Regions from separate parts of the Sus scrofa genome. Here region 1 is linked to region 2. The links are chromatin contacts, called in public Hi-C maps. All regions are on one chromosome and are shown on one strand. The core of a region is the stretch at or near the end of the contact, and the rest is flanking DNA. Distances in the headings are between cores, read along the strand shown. Region 1 has its middle 46 kb from the start of IL1RL2. Region 2 overlaps IL18RAP (interleukin-18 receptor accessory protein).

What was found. A called contact is a pair of places that touch in the nucleus more often than the background predicts.
Region 1: a contact with region 2 is called in a Hi-C map of embryonic fibroblasts, with 3 times the contacts expected there. The contact joins two enhancer-like sites. A contact is called at or near these places in 13 of 47 Hi-C or Micro-C datasets (alveolar macrophages, blood, embryonic fibroblasts and 8 more).

The regions. Positions count from the first base shown.
Region 1 is chr3:51,963,102-51,968,677 of Sscrofa11.1, forward strand. No RefSeq gene overlaps it. Among named protein-coding and RNA genes, the nearest start is that of IL1RL2, 46 kb to the right of the region's middle. Within about 2 kb of position 1,725, at least 24 of the 83 cell types and tissues checked have an H3K27ac peak or open chromatin away from gene starts, as enhancers often do. A contact at or near this core is called in embryonic fibroblasts, where this site is marked.
Region 2 is chr3:51,780,403-51,786,407 of Sscrofa11.1, forward strand. All of the region lies in intron 4 of IL18RAP (interleukin-18 receptor accessory protein), which reads right to left. Among named protein-coding and RNA genes, the nearest start is that of IL18RAP, 11 kb to the right of the region's middle. Within about 2 kb of position 1,604, at least 2 of the 83 cell types and tissues checked have an H3K27ac peak or open chromatin away from gene starts, as enhancers often do. A contact at or near this core is called in embryonic fibroblasts, where this site is marked.

The DNA.
Region 1 (5,576 bases), core at 475-2,974, 180 kb after region 2:
TACAAGTAACATCAGGCCAGATCGTCCCTGCTTTGTCTGGAAGCCAATCAGACCTGGACAGGAGGGACCACGCTCACATCTCACCAATGCCCCTGCATCCCGTACGCCCATTGCTCCTTCCTCCAGCCTACCTTTGCCAGCACCTTGCTCTGCACTCCCCACTCCGCATGATGCAAGACCGTGTTTCTGGGGCACATGCGGCCACTCTACGAGTCTAAGGATGCGAATGCTTTATTAGACAGACAGAGGCTAATAGATATTGTTTTATAATAATTTCATGTTTTATAAATGACTCCAATGAGCAAATAATCAGGAAAAGAAAAAGTTGCTCATATTTTGAAAACAAAAGAAAACCAAAAGCCTTTTTCCCTAGCTAGAAAAGAAAAATGTCTTTTTTTTTTTTTTTTCTAGGCAAGTTTGCTCACCTGAGAGTTAGTTGGGTTTAAAAAAAAAATCTTCAACCACTTCAATGTTCAGACTTTTCTTTGGAGAAAATTCCATGTATGTACAAAAAATAGAGAAAATAAGATAATGGGTCCCCATGACCCTTATTCATGGTCCTCTTGTTTCAAGTGTTTCTTTCTTGAAACAAGAAAAAAAAAACAAAAAAACAAAAAACACTTTCTCTCAAGTGTTCTTCCTCTCCTTGAACTGGATGATGATTTTTAGACAAATCTTAGCCATCTTAGTATTTCATCTGTAAGTGCTTCACTATACCATGTCTAAAACACAAGGACTCTCTTGGAAACATAACAAGGGTACAATTATCATACTAAAATGTTAAAGGTAATGCTACAATATCACCAAATACTCAGTAATAAATTTCCCTAAGACCATTTTATACGACTGCATTACCCCTGGGGGAGCTCTTACAGCCTCAATTTCTTCATTTTTAAAGCGGAGAAAATATAGAATCACTGAGAGTAATAAGTGGGAAAACACACTAAAAGAGATTAGTACCAAGTCTGGCACATTGTAACCATCCCCAACTAGTACCAAGAGATGATTTGTGATGTTTTATACTTTTTCCTTCACTAGGTCTACGTAGGAATTAGCCCTTGTTTTGTGAATTCCCTTTTTACCTACTTCGGTCCTTTTCCCAGTGGGCATTAATGATGACAACCGTTGGAGTTCCCTTGGTGGTGCAGCGGTTAATGAACCCAACTAGGATCCATGAGGATTAGGGTTCAATCCCTGGCCCCTTTCAGTGGGTTAAGGATCTGGCGTTGCCCTGAGCTGCGGTGTAGGTCACCAACGTGGCTCGGATCCTGTGTTGCTTGCGGCTGTGGTGTGGTATAGGCCGGCAGCTCTAGCGCCAATTTGACCTCTAGACTGGGGGCGGGGGGGGGCGGGGGGGGTCTTGGTCTGAAGGCGGATATCCCCGCAGGCTGTGGGTTCTTTACAGGAGGCTTCAAGGTGGAGATTTTTGTCTTAACAAGAGGCTGCCCCGCCCCCACGTCCCACCCCCTCACCCGAATAGGGCCCTGAGGGAGAGGCATGCATTCACACGGGCTAAACGTTTTGCTGGACGGAACATGCTCTGTTTGGCTGTCTCCTTGTCTCTACCTGCTTCCAATTTCCTGCTGCAGCTAGGGCTGGGGGGTGTTTCTGGAGATGCCGCTGAACTCAGGCACAGAGGAGAGCCGGGTGGAGGGAGAGCTGGGGGCTCGCGCGGGCGGTCACGGGGAGCATCGCCTCCGCCGCCAGCAGAGGGCGCAGCGGCGCCGTGGGGAAGCTCTGCGTGGCTTCTGGTGTTTCCAAGTTGGGGCGTGAACCTCAGGCTGCCTGGGTCCCTACAGAGGAAATGCTTTTCTCTTTCACAAGGTTCTTCACCCACGGGGCAACTTTCTTTTCCTCTTGATGTCATCCTGTTACACAGGCAGGAAGTTATGTTCACTCAAGACTTTGCTGTTGGGAATACTTCTGTGGGCCTGCGGTCACTTAAAACAACAAACTTAACTGACCCAGCAATTAGGTCATCCAAGAGGAGCCAAAATATCTTCGTGATGAAGCCTGTTGATTGAAGAAAGCAGATTATCATGATGGAGTGGTACCCGGCTGGCTGGGGAGCTGGAGCTCAGACAGCTGGGTTTGTCTGCTTTGGAAACAGTAAGTCTGTCTTTAAACAATCAAGGGACTGGGACCCACACTGTGAAAAAAATTGAGCAAGACTAGACAGAAGAGAATAGAACCAACGACAGAACTGAATCTTGTTTTCACTGTTTGTGTTTACTGAGTTGCAATGTAAAATATATTTATATATAAATACTTTAATAAATATGTGTAAATATTATATATATATTATTTTATAAATATTTTTAAGAAATATATATATATGTATTTCTTTTCAGGGCTGCTCCTGCAGCATATGGAAGTTCCTGGGCTAGGGGATGAATTGGAACTACAGCTGCTGGCCTACATCACGGCCACAGCAATCCAAGCTTCCTCTGTGACTTATGCAGCAGCTTGAGACAATGCCAGATCCTTAACCCACTGAGCAAGGCCAGGGATTGAACCTGCATCCTCATGGATACTAGTTGGGTTCTTAACCCATGGAGCCAAAACAAAAACTTGAATATAAAATATATTTAATTCCATAATTCTCAGTTTAAAATCTATGAAAGCTGTTGGTAAACAATTGTCTTCCTTCAGCCAAATCCTGGGAATCTAGGCTCTGCAGCCCTGCTGTGTCCTGCACGGGGCTTGGTCTGGGAGCTGACTATGTTTAATGTTTTGAAAAAAATCACTCAACCCCAGCCCAAGCCTCGGTCCTTATAAATCTTTCTGTTCTCCAGAAAGATGCGAATTGGAGTAGCGGTGGTAGTGGTGAAGGTGGTTGCTGGGGGAAGGCAAATAAATCCTCTGATAACACCACTGAGAAGGGAGGGAAATCAGGGAAATGCACGTCAGAGGGGCTGTGGGGACCACAGCATCACCATATACATCTTGGACCTCCAGGGTTCTCCAGGTGAGTTCAGGGACAACAGGAATAAATCAAATAAAACAATAGATGCCAGTGACTCAGATTAAGAAATAATACATCCACCATGCAAGGGGTGATAAAAGCTTTTGCACAGTATCCTCACATTTTTCTAGAATCACACTTTGGGTTTTGCCAGTTTTTCAGTTGACACCACCACCAGCGTAGGTACTTAAGGTGAAAATATCTAAATGGTGACATACCAGTTACTTGTAGTAGACCCAGGTTTTTATTTTCTAGATGAGTCAAAGATAATTTTTGTGATGTTCACGAGTGCTCAACAAATTAAAACTATGATGTATTTTTAAAATTTGGGAATGAAATTTATGTCATGGATGGCTAATATTTTCAATGGCTACAGTTTCATGTTTTCATGTGGCCAGAGAGGGCAAGGGCACGCCTATTCAGGCAGAGACTTCTCACCCACCAAAACCCACGGCCATGCCCGTAGCTCTTCCTCCACCTGGCTCTCCTCTGTGTCTGAGCTCAGCTGCATCTCCAGAATGGCCCCAGCCCCACCTGCAGCAGGAAATTGGAGGCAGGCAGAGATGAGGAGACAAAGCCAAAGAGAGCATGATCCGTCCAGCAAAACATTTAGTGCCACCTGTTTAAGCCAGTGTGAGTGCATGCTTGCCCCCCCTTGGCCCCATGCCAGGTCTGAAATCAGAAAAGATTCTGTTCTTGTGAGGGGGTGGGAGGCGGGGGCTGGGCACCCTCCTGTAAAGACAAGAAAAGCTCCACCTTGAAGCCTGATCCTCTGACGGTGTCTTCCTGCAGATTCCAGTCTCTTTGCTATCCTGTCTGCTTTGGTAAAATCTTTGTGGTGGTTGCAGATAAATGCTGGGTGTGCTTCTAGGAATAAGTCAAGGGTGATCAAATCAGAGCATCAAAGGTGGGCAGTGGCAACTGTCTGGAATAAAAGAGCCTCTGAGAAAGTCAGCTGAAAATGTAAACCCTCCCTGAAACAGTCCAAAGGGCAGGAAAAATAACACTGCTCATTGCCATATTCAAGCAGCTTGTCCTGCCAAGGTAGCAAAAAGCTAATTGTGTGTTTTTCAGAGTTTTAGTCAATGATAGACTCAAACCTACAGATTATTTAGAAAAATATTGATAAATATGTATGACTGGGTCACTTTGCTATACAGCAGAAATTGACACAACATGCCAAATCAACAATAATTTAAAGAAAGAAAAAAGAGAAAATATTTAAAATTTAAAAAAATAGGGAGTTCCCATTGTGGTGCAGTGAAAACGAATCCAACTAGGAACCATGAGATTGTGGGTTCCATCCCTGGCTTCACTCAGTGGGTTAAAGGTCCAGCATTGCCGTGAGCTGTGGTGTAGGTCACAGGCATGGCTTAGATCTGGCGTGGCTGTGGCTGTGGCTGTGGTGTAGGCTTGTAGCTATAGCTCCAATTAGACCCGCAGCCTGGGAACCTCCATATGCCTCAGGTGCAGCCCTGAAAAGACAAAATAGACAAGACAAAGCAAAGCGAAACAGACGCTTTACTGAAAAACCTACTTAAATGGATTGGCTTTGTACAGGTTATAGATTCCACATTTTCCTTTACAATTCAAGGAGCAAGCATTCCCTTTGTGGCTCAGAGGTTAATGAACCCGACTAAGATCCACAAGGACTCGGTTTGATCCCTGGCCTCACTCAGCAGGATAAGGATCTGGCATTGCTGAGAACTGTGAGCGGCAGCTGTAGCTCTGATTACACACCTAGCTTGGGACCTTCTATGTGCTGCAGGTGCAGCCATAAAAAGCAAAAAAATAAAAATAAAAAAAAAAAAATTCAAGGAGGACATGGTACTGGCTTTCTTGATTTTGAGGATTTCAGTTAAGAAGGAGGAGGAGGAGAAGAACAAGAAGGAGTAGAAAGGCTCTGGGGAGAGGTGACTTGGGAGGAGCAGAGCCAGGACTACAAGGTCTAATTTCCACTTCCTGGAGGGGGAGGGGGGAGGTGGAGCAGGAGGGAGGGGGAGGGAGAGGGGGAGGGAAGGGGAGGGGGAGGACGACTATGGTTCAGTTTTGTTAGGACTAGTGGCTAAAGGGTTACATCCCTTAGAAGCTACCTGGGTTTAGGAGGCGAGAGGGATGGGTGCGCTCAGAGTTTCCATCCATCAGGGGCCCCCAGAACATTGTTTGAGACCTGTGGTTTCCAACAGTTCAGGTCCCAAGTCCTGCAGCTCTCAAAGCCCAGGTCACCCCCGTCACTTATTCCAGATGTCATGCATTTGTCATCTATAGAACAGTCTCTATTCTAAGAAGGACACCAGAGAGGAATTTGTTACTTAACTTTCCAGACACAGCCCTGGATAAATCAACCAAAGAAGCATGTGTTGAAGGAAATTTTATAAACGTGAAGCAGATGGAGGGCTAAGGAAAGGTCAGCAGCGTGGGACATGGCAGGAAACCCTCTGAGTCACGTGGGGCTTGGGGCGGGGGTGGGGCTCGAAGCACCGAGGGACGGGGGTGGATTCCACTCCCCACGTGGTTCAGAGAGCCCCTTGTTGGAAGATGCTGCGTGCCAAGTACTTGCACGCTTGTGTGTTCAGCTCAATTGATCTTTCAGGAAAAGACCAACCCTCCC
Region 2 (6,005 bases), core at 354-2,853:
CTTAGAATCCATCAAAGACACTCCTTTGCCTTGAGGATAAAGTCGACAGTTCTTGGAGTTATTATCACTGTGGTTCAGCCTGTTAAGAACCTGACTAGGATCCATGAGGATTTGGGTTCGATCCTTGGACGCAATCAGTGTGGGTTAAGGATCAGTGGGTTAAGGATAAAGCTGTGGATTGTCACAGATATGGCTCAGATCCCATGCTGCCATGGCTGTGGTGTACGCTGGAAGCTGCAGCTCTGATTTGACCCCTAGCCTGAGAACTTCCATATGCTGAAAGTGCAGCCCTAAAAAGAAAAAAAAAATTCGCAATTCTTCACAGCCCAATCTTGCCATTCCTTCCCAGACTCATTTCCTGCCGCTTCCCATCTACCCACTTTTCATTCCCTATGTAACAGCGTTCTTTCTCCGCCCACACATCTCCTACCACTTTTCCCCAATGAGGAGCCTACTGCTCAACCTTCAACTCCAGCTCAAGGGTTCACCCTCATTGAAGTAAGTTATCAGACTCCCAGAGCAGAGTCAGTCACTGCTGCTCCCACAGCAGGGGGCACGACCTCCCTCATCGTTGTAACCCTTTTACAGAAATAATGTGCCTAGGGACATTCTCTGGCATTGATGAGGGTGGCATTTGTACCAAGACATATAGTTGATCCTGGACACATGGAGAGGAACAGATATACAACCCTGTGCTCAGCCAGCTCTCAGTCCAAGGATGCAGGTCTGAGCAGTAAGTACTGGCAGTCAGGTGGCTCTGCCTCAGCTCATAAGAGGCAGAGCGGCTTCCCCCAGTCTAACTAATCAGGGCCTTGAAGAATGTGCAGGAAGCAGCCAAGTGAAAGTAACTGACATTCTAGGAGCACTTGAAGGAAAGAAAGCCTGTGCATAGGAAACAAGGTCAAGGTGAAAGGAGGACGCATGCTGATGTGTTTGATCTTTGTGTCTTCAGGATCCAGCAAGCAGGGCCAGCAAGAGGACGATCTTTGTCAGCGATGGGGGACAGATACACGTAGAACAGGGAGAAAGGATTTGAAACATAAGTGTCACGGGATCAGACGTTTTTCGAAAAATGATGGGCAGCCAAACAGGGAGGCTCTTATAAATGTAAGCAAAGACTACCACAACCACACGTGCATCTTTAAGGTCTAGGATGTGGTAGGGACCCAGTAATATGTATTAAATGTTGGAGTATTACTATATATCATTAATTCTGCCATCATTAATCCTTCAACCTCCAGGAAGAACCTGGCCTTCCAATTTCCCACTAAGGCACCAGAGGTGTTTCCCTCACTCCTGCAGGCAAAAGAAAAGAGATAAACGACAAAAAAAAAAAAAAATAGCAAAATAATTAGAACTTATTACCTCTAAGTAGAACCTATTACCTATTACCTTGTAGACTAAAGTTTTTTCTCATGCATTATCTCATAGGAAATTAATTCAAAGGACTCTCTGACCTGGTGTACACAGCTTCTATGTCTTCCATTTTTATAGACAAGAAAACTGAGGTTCTGATGTTTGTGTTTTGCTCCACATCACAGACCTCGTGAGATCTGAGAATGAATCTACTTTTTTCTACCTCTGAGTTTCATGTCCTGATTGAGGAATTTCCCTTCCACTTGGCCTGCTGACTCGCAGAAGCAGGAATTCCCCTGCTCCAAACCTCTGGTGTGGTTCCTGTGGTCCAAGAAAGAATTTCCAGTAGGTTGGCAAGGAGCTGAGCAGAGGGTCAGAGCTGGTCAGAGTGGGGTGGCTGCAGTGAGTAAAATTAGGCCAAGAAGTGGGACAAAGTTAAATATCTACCAGGCGATCCCAGGGATCAAGACCCATTTAAAAGAAAGCTTCTGCATTGTACAACTACAAATGTAATAAATTCATTGAGTAATAAAAAAATAAATAAATAAAATTTATAACCCTTAAAAAATAAATAAAAACATAAAAGAAAGCTTCTGGAGTTCCCATCGTGGCTCAACAGAAACGAATCTCACTAGGAACCATGAGGACTTGGGTTTGATCCCTGGCCTCACTCAGTGGGTTAAGGATCCCGAGTTGCCTAGAGCTATGGTGTAGGTCGCAGACAAGGCTTGGATCCTGTCATGAGATGTGGTATTAGGCTAGTGGCTACAGTTCCGATTCGACCCATGGCCTGGGAACCTCCATATGCCATGGGTGCAGCCCTACAAAGACCGAAAAAAAAAAAAAAGTCAGATTAAAAGAAGAAAGAAAGAAAGAAAGAAAGCTTCGGAGCATGAGGTAAAACTCAGAGGTGGAAGACTCTGGAGAACGCAGTAATAATATGTGCAGAACAGGAATTGGAGTGAAGGTGTGACAAAAGTCACAGGAGAAAGTAACAGAGGAGAAGATGCAGAGTTGTAACTAGACTGAAGCTGCACCTTGAGCAGGAGGAGTAATAACCAAGTGAGACTAGAGGTCGAATCAGAGCTACAGCTGCAGGCCTATGCCACAGCCACAGCAACTCAGGATCTGAGCCTTGTCTGTGATCTACCCTCACAGCTCATGGCAACACCAGATCCTTAATCCACTGAGCAAGGCCGGGAATCTAACTCGCGTCCTCATGGATACTAGTTGGGCTTGTTACTAGTCCTGTTGTAAGCTATAGCAGGAACTTCCAAGGGCCTGTTTTTTTTTTTTGTTTTTTGTTTTTTTTTTTTTTTGTTTTTTTTTGTGAGTGTCTTAGGATGTATCATTAAGACTTTATGAGACAGAGGAGAGAGTGGGATGGACTGGGAGTCTGGGGTTGATAGATGCAAACTATTACATTTGGAGTGGATAACAATGAGATCTTGCTGTCTAGCACTGGGAACTGTATCTAGTCACTCGTGATGGAGCATGATGGATAATGTGAGAAAAAGAAGGTATATACGTATGTGTGACTGGGTCACTTTGCTGTATAGTAGAAAATTGACAGAACACTGTAAACCGGCTACAATGAAAAAAATAAAAATTATTAAAAAAAAAGACTTTATGAGATGGTAAGCGATGAGGTCCTACTGTACAACACAGGCAACTACATCCAATCACTTGTGATGGAACATGATGGAAGATAATATGAGAAAGAGAATATATATGTGTATGTGTGTGTGTGTATATATATATATATATATATGACCAGGGCACTTTGCTGAATAGCAGATATTGACAGAATATTGTAAATCGACTATAATAAAAATTTTTGAAAAAAGACTTTATGAGCTGGAACTCAAACAAAACATCAAAGAAAAGAGATAAAAGGCCAAACAATTTGTGTCAAAAATGATGGGAAACCCTTTCTCATAACACAGTCAGAAATGATGCTTGTAGGAAAGAGAGGCCTCAATGGAAATTCTTTGTTTTGCTCAGAGGTGAAATAGTCAAGAAGAAAATATGGGGAGTTCCCTGGTGGCCTAGTGAATTAAGGATCTGGCATTGTCGCTGCTATGGCTTGGGTCACTGCTGTGGTGCAAGGTTCGATCCCTGGCCTGGGAAATATCACATGCTGAGGGAGAATCTAAAAAAAAAAAAAAAAAAAAAAAAATATGGAAAGAGAAGCATCTAGTGTCAGTGTGAACTGAATAAAGGATTCAAGAAGTCCTAGAGAGAACTGACAGGTGACAAGGGCAGACTGCAGCATTTCACGGATGGTAGGAAATTGTCCAGGATTCCGAAATTTCACAGTGGGAACAAATGAATGGGCCAATGTGTGGACCTTGGAAAGAGTTTCCAAAAACTGAATCTAAATAATCTTTACCTCTTCCCTACCTGGAACTGCATCGAACTCGGTCTGGCCAGGCTCACCCTGTCCCTGAGCCCACAGAATGCCACCAGGGTCAGTGACCACAGGAACGAGGCCAAAGGAAACCAGAAGTGGCAGATCTATGTGCAAAAATTCCATGGAACACAGGGGCTCAAAAACAACCTGGTGGCTACGTCAACCTTGTGGCCTGTGAGTGAGGTTGTCTTAAACCACCGATGGAAATGTTGCTCGGGGCACAGTCCCACTGACAGAAGTTGTGGTGGTGTCACAGGCACCCCTGTCTCAGTGCCCTAGGTCCTTGTCTTCTCCACTGCCCCGCATTGTAATTCTGCCTCGTGCCAAAGACATGCTGAGCTAAAGGACATGAAACGCCCTCCCATTAATATACTATCATCTGTTTCTGATGGAATCTGCTAATGCCAAAGCTATTTTTTCGTTACAGTTTTATACGTTAGGAAAATATTAGGATAAAGAATAGATCATTCGCTTTAATAATGATTTCCTGATTATTCAATATATCAATTAAGAATCTTCAAGCCATAACTAGGTCACCATGCTGCACAGTAGAAAAAAAATAGTATTGGGAAAAGAACTATTACAATAATAATAATAAGTGAAAAAAGTCACTAAAAATAAAGATAAGAATGTTATTTTTTTAAAAAAAAGGAATCTCCAAGCCAAAGTTTTTGATGTGTCTATTAAAAATATTTGGGGGAATTCCTGCTGTGGCTCGGTGGATAAAGGACCCATCGTCATCCCTGGAAAGATGCGATTCAATCCCTTCCTTGCTCAGTGGGTTAAGGATCCAGCATTGCCATAAGCTGCAGCTTAGGTTGAAGGTGTGGCTTGGATCCAGTGTTGCCATGGCTATATCTGTAGCTTTGATTTGACCTGCAACTGCATCTGATTCGACCCTGAGCCAGAGAACTTCCATATCCTGCAGGTGCGGCTATAAAAAGAAAAAAAATATTTTGGAACCACCATAGAATCCAGCTCATGTATTTATTTCACTTGGATAATTCTATACAACTGGCAGGTGCATCCCTGGTCAGCAGTTTCATCTGAATTCAGTAACACTGTGTCTTCATTCTCTCAGCCAGTGTTAGTGTCGTCTGTTCCGAGAAAATCTTAGGTGTGACCCACCCTCCTTCTGGGTACCTAGGATTTAGCATGAAGGAAAGGAACACTGGGTATTATTTTTTGCCTAATGTCATCACTTTTAGTGACACACTGCTTCCCTGAAGTCTGTGACTTTCCAGGATACTCTGTGTGTAAGCATATGCACAACACATACAATTCATGAAACATAACCATAATGACCCACCCAAATCTGCTTCAGAAGGTATGGTTTTGGAGTTCTTGTTGTGACTCAGTGGTAATGAGCCCAAGCAGTATCTATGAGGATTTGGGTTCAATCCCTAACCTTGTTCAGTGGGTTAAGGATCTGGCATCACAATGAGCTGCTGTGTAGGTCACAGATGTGGCTCAGATCCAGTGTTCCTGTGGCTGCAGCTCTGATTCGACTCCTAGCCTGGAAACTTCCATATGCTTCCAGTGTGGCCCTAAAAAGGAAAAAAAAAAAAAAGTACCATTTTAACAACCGCCATCATTTGCCTACTTTTCATTCAGATGTCTAGTCACCCTTAAACACAGCCTGACATTTGCAGTCAAGGTCCAGAGGAGTGAAATAAAGCTTCCTTTTGTGAAAATGGCATACGATGTTATGGTTTAGTTCAGGAGCTCAGTTCAGGCAGAAAGCTGGGAAACACCCTGTGACTTGTGTTCCCTGGAAAGTGAAAATTGCTTTCATTCCAGGGATGCGATCATTGGAAATTCAAATGGATTTTCATTTTAAATAACTGTGGTCAGGCCTGCTCTCCTGGGCTGGAATAACCTACCCTGACCTAGCGAGACATCTGTCATCTTGGATTATAGTTACTTTCTAAACATGGGAAGTTTTGTTCTTAAGAGAGAACGGAAAATAATGAACAGAAACTGATTCTTCTAATCTCATTTTAGAGGTTATGAAATTAACATGTTTCTTTTTTGTTAAATTGATTAGTTTATTTACAATGTTGTGTTAGTTTCTGGTGTAGAGCAAAGTGATTCAGTAATATATAATACGTATATGCATATGAATATATATATTCACATTGTATATGTATACATAGTTATATTCTTTTCTATTATGGCTTAATTTAGGATATTTAATATAATTCCCTGTGTTACACAGTAGGATATTGTTGGTTTG